Linked DNA regions of Callithrix jacchus: region 1 is linked to region 2. Evidence: chromatin contacts called from public Hi-C data. All regions are on one chromosome and are shown on one strand. Each heading gives the region's core, a stretch centred on a gene start, on an enhancer-like site or on the middle of the called end of the contact. The rest is flanking DNA. Distances are from core to core; before and after follow the strand shown. Region 1 overlaps PLCH2 (phospholipase C eta 2). Region 2 holds the start of PLCH2 (phospholipase C eta 2).

Region 1 (3,313 bases), core at 722-3,221, 51 kb after region 2:
CCAAGGCCCAGGCCCTGCCCTCAAGGGTTCCAAGTTCATCAGGGCCACCAAGGGCTGCACTGACAGGGAAGGGCATCCAGTCCCACTTGGAGGCTGGCGTGAAGTCTGCCTCTGGCCCTGCCATCTTCTGAGGTACATGGCAGCCAGTGGTGAGACTCCAGAACCTGTGCCGCCTGCTGGCATGCTGACCTCCCAGGACACAGGGCCAGAGGCCACACAGGTTCTGCTGGGCGCCCGTGGGCAGCTTCATGCTGCTGGTGGAATCAGGTGGGCCTGGGTTCCTGTCCTGCCAGTGGCTGCCTGTAGGTCCAAAGTGAATCATATGACTTCCATGAGCCTGGGGTGGGTGGAGTGCTGTGACCCTGGGAGTTGTCACCACCACTGCTCACAGGGCTGGGGCAGAGGCCAACAGGCCAGCCTCTGGGTCCACAGGCGTCCACCAATCGAAAGCGTGTGGAAAACATTGCTAAGAGAAAACTGGATTCCCTCATCAAGGAGTCGAAGATTCGGGACTGTGAGGATCCCAACGACTTCTCTGTCTCCACACTGTCCCCATCCGGAAAACTCGGACGCAAGGTACAGGCCAAAAAGGTAAAACCCCTGACAGCCAGCCTGTGGGCCAGCGAGGGCCCCAGAACAGGTGGTGTGTGTGCTCATAAATCTGCACACAGCACACTTTGGCACACACACCTGCATACATGCATGCCCACATACCAGCGGGGTCTCAAAGCCCAGCCAGTCCTGGGAGCTTCCCAGCTGGGGGGACACGACTGCCCTCCCTTCCTATGCCCTGCCTGGAGCTGGTCATGGCCACGTGGGGAAGTTTCCACGTGGAGCGAATGGCCCTTGGGGGCTGTCACGGCAGACGCAGTGGTGTGTGTGTGGGTGAGAGGTGCCAGGCAGGGTCGGCAGGTCCCACAGCCTCCTTGTAGCCCTTGAAGGAGCCAGGAGCTGTGGCTGGCGGGTCCTGCAGTCCTGCGGGGGGTGGGGCTGGGTGGGGAATGTGGGTGGGCCCTGAAGACCCTCCCCAGGGGGACAGTGCTGTGGGGCGCCAGTGCTGGGGACTCTCCTGGTACCTGGAGCACCCTACTGTGCCCTGTGGTGCCGGCCGACTCTGCCTGTCCTAATGCTCAGGGAGGGTGGGAAGGTGACTCCTCCTGGGCCAGGTGGGGTGCCATGTCCCCTTCCTTCCAGGACCAGTATTTTTAGACCTGGTGTTTGTGTTTCCACCCACGGCCTGAGTGCACTCGGCACAGCTGACACTGAGGAGAGCTCGAGGAACATGCCTGTGCAGGTGGTGGCTCTCGGGTCCCAAGCCGACAGGCGTTCCTTTATTTTTATCCTGAGGTGTCTGGGTGGGGAGAATGGCCATCTGTGGCTCCCTGGGCAGCCAGCTGGACCTGTGCAAAACCTGGAAATGCATCTTCAGGTCCAGGAGAGCGATCCCCTGTGGACCTCAGTCTGAGTGGCTCAGGGAAGCCTTCCTGCAGGAGGATGAGGGGCTCAGGCATAGCCACTAAGGCTGAGGGAGGATTGGAGGTCCCACCCTGGTGAGATGGGACCTGCCGGGTGGGGACACACACCAGAAGAATCTCAGAGCCTGTGGCACAAGAGAGGGCGGGGCTGATACCCAGGCCAGGCCGGAACATTCAGCCCTGGAGCTCACTGGGGGCGAGGCCCTGGTAAAGGGGGTGTCTGTGTTGGGGGTCATGGGGATGGCACACCCCACCGAGGGACACTTGTGCCTCTCTGTGCCCCTGGGCTAGGCAGCATCCCCTCTGCCCATGAACCTTGAGGACACAAGGCTCTTCTCATGGGCCCCTGAGGCCTGGGGGCAGCAGGAATGGGTATCTGGGGGAGAGAAGCCGGATGGGTAAGGAGGGGACCCATCTGCAGAGATGTGGGCACAGCCCAGTGAGTGCTTATGCTGCCAACAGCTTCGCCCCACAGGGACCCTCTCCCCACACAGGCAGGGCTGGGGGGTCTGCTGCTGGCTGAGACCCTCTGCCCTCATCCAGGCCCCTCTCCTTCTGGCCTTCTGCTGTCCGAGCCCCTGGGAGTGTGGTTGGGTGTTGCTGTCTCCTGTGTGGGAGTCCCGGAGTGACAGCAGGTCTGGCCGTGTAGTACGTGCTGTGTCTGGCCGGATGGCCATCTCCTGGGTCAGCACATGCCTCTCCTCAGTCATGCCTGGATGGACAGTCGCTTGCGGCTCTTGGTCACTGCAGCATTTTGGGGATCTGTAAGGAGCTTTGAACTGTGGCGACTCCGACTGGCCCCAGGCACACTGTGAATCTGGCTCCCAGCGCCTCTCCTGGCAGCCGTGGCATCAATAAATTAAGAGGAATTTGGGGCTGGCTTTGCTGGAGGTGGAGAGAGAGGAACACCTCCGAGCCTGCAGGGCCTGCACAACCCGGGAGCCTTCTGCCGCGGTGCACACCGGGCCTTGGGCTCCGGCCAGTGCCACTTGGGAACGGGACGGTCCCTTGGCCACTCTGGGCCATGGGAAGGGCCATCCGATCCTATCCTGGCTCCCTAGGAGGGTGAAGGAGGGGCAGGGCACACACCCAGGCCAAGCTACCCAGAGCACAGAGAGGCTGGCAGGAGCTCCCCAGTCATGTCCACAGGACCGAGAGGCCGCCTGGCATGGGGCCTGCCATGTGTGTCCTGATTTCCAATATGCCCAGTGAGGAAGTGTCCAGGCAGGCGCCGGTCTAGGCTGGTGAGGCCGGGGAGCAGGAGGCACTGTTGGCTGTGGCAAGGCTGAGCGCTGCGTGTCTGTGGTCTTGGGAGCATCCGTGGGTGTGTGAGGCATGTGTGCTGTGGGTGTGGCAGGGATGTGTCCAGAGGTGTGGGCGTGTGCAGGGGTGTGGCCATGGATGGGCACCGTGTCTGCCTCTGGTCAAAGCCCCTCTCTAACAGGGACCCTGCTTCGGGCCCACAGCTTCGTGGTGTTTGAAAGAAAGCAGCCCCCCCATGGGTGGGGACAGGATGAGGGATGGGAGACCCCCCTGAGCAGAGCTGGACAAAGTTTTGGGGGTGTCAGTGGAAGGGGCTGCAGGGCTCGGGGTGGCAGAGGCTCTGGTGACTCTGTCAGGAATGAGCTTTGGGATGAATGAGCAGTTTGGATGCAGCCCTGGGTTGGGCAGGGGCAGGGGCAGGGAGCGGAGCCCTAGTTGTGCCTGCTGCTTGCACAGCAATCAGAAGGCTCACAGTGGCATCCTGGGGTTCCCGGCTCAGAGTCTGCCTTGGGGTGCGCCCACCTGGAGCTGTTTGTCTGATGAGGTGATACCTGCGTGCTGTGGGAAGAGGCCCA
Region 2 (3,483 bases), core at 217-2,716:
GATGAAACATCCGGGAACACAGCCGTGACACAGCCTCCAGGGTGTGTGGAGATGGCGCTGCCTGGTGCTCCTGGAAAGCAGAAAGCCCTGGGGGCTGGGCTGGCCCTGCGGGCAGCTGGACACAGTTTCTCCCTGGTGATCTCTGCATCAGGAGGAATCCTGACCATGCCCCAGGCTCTGGGGCACATCCAAGGAGCAGACTGCTGGGGGGAGGCAGAACCTCTTGGCTGCAGCAGTCAGGAAAGCACCATAGATACCGGCAGGTCTATTCCTGGGGAGCTGAGGCCTGGAGGGGAGACAGGCCCCTTGTGGATCTCTGGGGAGCCAGTCTGGGCACCTGTGTTTTCTGTCTCCTCTTCAGTCACCAGGCCAGGGCCGGGTGTCGGGCAGGCTCTGCTTTGGAGAGCAAAATCGAAACTCTGGCAACACCGGTCCTGAGCCCACCGTCCTGTGCTCCCTAATCTGTCCTTGGACTCCTCCCTGGCTCCCACCTTGGCGGCCATCTCAGGCCTTGTCTCAGATTCAGCCTTTCCTCTTCCTGACAGGCAGAGCTGACTGGCCCCAGCGGGCTGTGCCCCTTTCTCAGCTCTGGCGAGGACCCCCTCTTGGTTTGAACCACCCATGTCAGACCCAGACAACAAAATCCAGGGACCCTTGAGCGCAGAAGCTGCATGGTGTGGGAGCACAGGGCTGCCCTAGGGTGAATGCTGGGGCTTCCCTCAGAGGCGGGGCTGGCCTTGTGGGTAAACAGGGTGCTCTGAGTGCAGGAGCCCTTCTTGTTCCAGAGTCTGCCAGGCGGGGCTGTTTGGGAAGTTCTGCGTCAGCTCTGTGACCCAGGCAGGCCTGGGGGAGCTGAGGCCTCTCTGGATAGTCTCTTTTGCCCTGTCTCCCTCTGCTCCTTCTTCATAGCTGCCTGCAGCAGAGGGGGAAGGGATGAAGAGCCCGAAGCACAGATGCCTGGTCAGAAGGGGGTCCCCAGGGTCAGGGTCTGTCTGTGTGGCTGCTTTGGGCCTCCAGCATCTGGAATCATGGAAGGGGTGGCTGGTGTGGGGCTAGGGACCCACCCAGGGGATGCACTTGCCCTGGACTTACGGGGCCATCCTGGTTCTCCCGGGGTACACAGGACATGGCACCAAGCTCCCTCTCCCAAGGTGGGTGTGTTGGCTGCCCGATGGGAGCCAAGGGTGCCCTGCCACCCTCTTGGGGCTGGGCCATCCTCCCTCCCCAGCAGTTCCTGGCACTTCAACAGGGGCCTGCAAGTGCACCTGACATCCTAGCTGGGGGAGGGGTGGCTCAGGCCCCTGGTCTCAAACGCTGAGGTGATGTGGGTGGGGGGCGGGGAGTCAAGTGGCAGACGCCCCTGTCTTGGCTTTTCCCAGCGCCTGGGCAAACGCCCAGCCTGGAGATGGGAAGCGCTCTCGGCCCCGCCCCCTTCCCGGTCCCTCTGACTGGGGCCACCGGGAGCCAGAGGGAGGCGGAGCGGGAGTGCGGGCAGCGGAAGGCCGCGGGCGCGTCTTAGCGGAGAAAGCACTTTGGCTGCTGCGGGCGCAGGGCGGGCCGGCCAGTCCCACTGTGCGCCCCGCGCCCCACCTGCTCCGCGCGCAGCGTCCGCCCGCTGGCGCCCAACCCGCCCCTCGCCCAGTGCCCACCACTGAGCCCGCGCCCCCGGCCCCCTCCCGGCGCGGGGCGGGCAGGGGGTGTGGTGCGGGCACGAGTGACAGCGCGCTTCTCGCGCGGCGCCTCCACGGGCGCAGTGTCACCGCGCACCGCCCAGCGCGGGCCGCCTGAGCCGGCGGCCGATGCTGCGGGAGCCCCAGCCTGAGCCGGGCCGCTGACGGCGCCCCCAGCCCCCGCACCCCCCGCCGCCTTCGCCGCCGCCGCCGCCGCCGCCGCCGCCGCCTTCGCGGAGACAATGGACGCGGGAGCCGCCCCGCAGAAGCACAGTAGGTGCCGCTCCCGCTGTGCCGCCGCCGCCCGGGCTGCGCGGGTGGACGCGCGGGGGCGCCGCTGCCCTGGTGCGGGTCGGGGCCCTGCCGCCCCGGGAGGCCGAGCTGCCCGGGCTCAGACCCGGAGGGGAGGTGCGATCGCGGTGGCGCGGGCAGCGGTGCGGGCGCGGGACTGTGGGCGGGACGGGCAGAGCGGTCCTGAGCTCTTCGGGCGGCCCCCCCACCCCGGCGCAGGGTGAGGGATCTGGGGGCCGCCCCTCGGCAAACTTTCCTCCCCAGGGCTCCGAAGAGGTCGCCCTGGGGCCGGGACTGCGCTGAGAGTTACCCCGGCTGAGCCCAGGCCGGACACCCCATCCTTGCCGATGGCGCCGTGGGGCACCCGGTGTGGGTCCAGCAGGTGCTGCGTGGACTTGCCGCCTGGGTGCCCCACGCACCTCTGCCTGGGCTGCACGTGTGCATTTGGGGGAACCGGCCTCTTCCGAACTAGCAGGTGGGGGTGCAGCAGGCACTGCCTGGGCAGGCGAGCTCGGGAGGCCCTGGGGCAGCGGGCGGTCTGCAGGGCCCAGGAGGGGCAGTGCGTGAGTGTCCAGAGCTGAGGGGTGCCTCCTGGGCTCTGGGCCTGCCGGCAGAACTGTGCTCTTAGGGGAGGTGGGCTCTGCTGGAGAAAGGTTCTGAAGAGAGAGGAGGCTTTCCCTCCCCTCCCGGCCTCCCATTCTGTCTGGTGACACTGGAGGCAGCCACGGTGACCACTGACCCCCACTGTGGCTGTGAAACTGCCCATCTTCCACGGCCTCTTCCCTCCATGAGAACGTGCCCAATCAGTGTTCCATTCTTCCCCTGACACCTTGGTCCAGTGAGGTGGGGCTACGGTGCCCAGTGCCCTGTCTTGGGGAGCCCATGGTGTCTGCCTGGCTGGGTCTCTGATCCCAGAGGCTTCTTCAGCGAGGTGCAGCCGCAGGGGTATTCAGGTACCACGGGATGCCTGGGAGGGGCAGGTCAGAATCAGAGGTCACTGTCCCACCTCCTGCCTGGTGGGTGGGGACAGAAGCCAGCCTGTCTCCCCTAGGACTCTGGGCTGATGCTGGGAGAAGTCAGCTCTATATCAACCCCCCCCACCCCCGCCGCCCCGACACATTCCCTCTGCACTTGAGCCAGGGCGACATTCTCTGCACCGCCTTGGGAGGGTCTGGAGTCTGGAAGGGATGTGGGGGGCAGGGGGGTACTGGGCAAGTGGGTGCCTGGCTGTGCTGAGGGTCACCATAGGCCCCTCCCCTGAGGCTGACCACCTGATGGTCTTGGCCTCCAGGGCTGAGAGCGCTGAGCCCGAAGCATCGTCTGGACAAGGCAGGGAGACTCAGCGTCTGCTGGATGGCGCATGGAAGACTCGGGGCTCGGGGCTGGGGGCTTGTTCTGGTGGCCTTTACTTTAGATCCCAGAGTGTGAGGCTGGGGTCAGGCCTAATGTCCAGCCACTTGCAGAGCTGGCTGTGGGTGGGGAACAGCTGAGGGCACCAGGGAGGGTATGGACAGGTTGACAG

Evidence for each region. Hi-C and Micro-C count contacts between places; a contact is called where the count stands out from the background.
Region 1: a Hi-C map of skeletal muscle shows a contact between it and region 2, with 2.4 times the contacts expected there. The contact joins the enhancer-like site here to the promoter of PLCH2 in region 2. A contact is called at or near these places in 2 of 3 Hi-C or Micro-C datasets (both in skeletal muscle).

Annotation. Positions count from the first base shown.
Region 1 is chr7:40,529,765-40,533,077 of calJac240_pri, forward strand. It overlaps PLCH2 (phospholipase C eta 2), which reads left to right. Exons shown (of 22, transcript XM_078330085.1): 11 at 433-591. Among named protein-coding and RNA genes, the nearest start is that of PANK4, 34 kb to the right of the region's middle. Within about 2 kb of position 1,972, at least 3 of the 16 cell types and tissues checked have an H3K27ac peak or open chromatin away from gene starts, as enhancers often do. A contact at or near this core is called in skeletal muscle, where this site is marked.
Region 2 is chr7:40,479,125-40,482,607 of calJac240_pri, forward strand. PLCH2 (phospholipase C eta 2) reads left to right here and starts at 1,467. Exons shown (of 22, transcript XM_078330085.1): 1 at 1,467-1,943.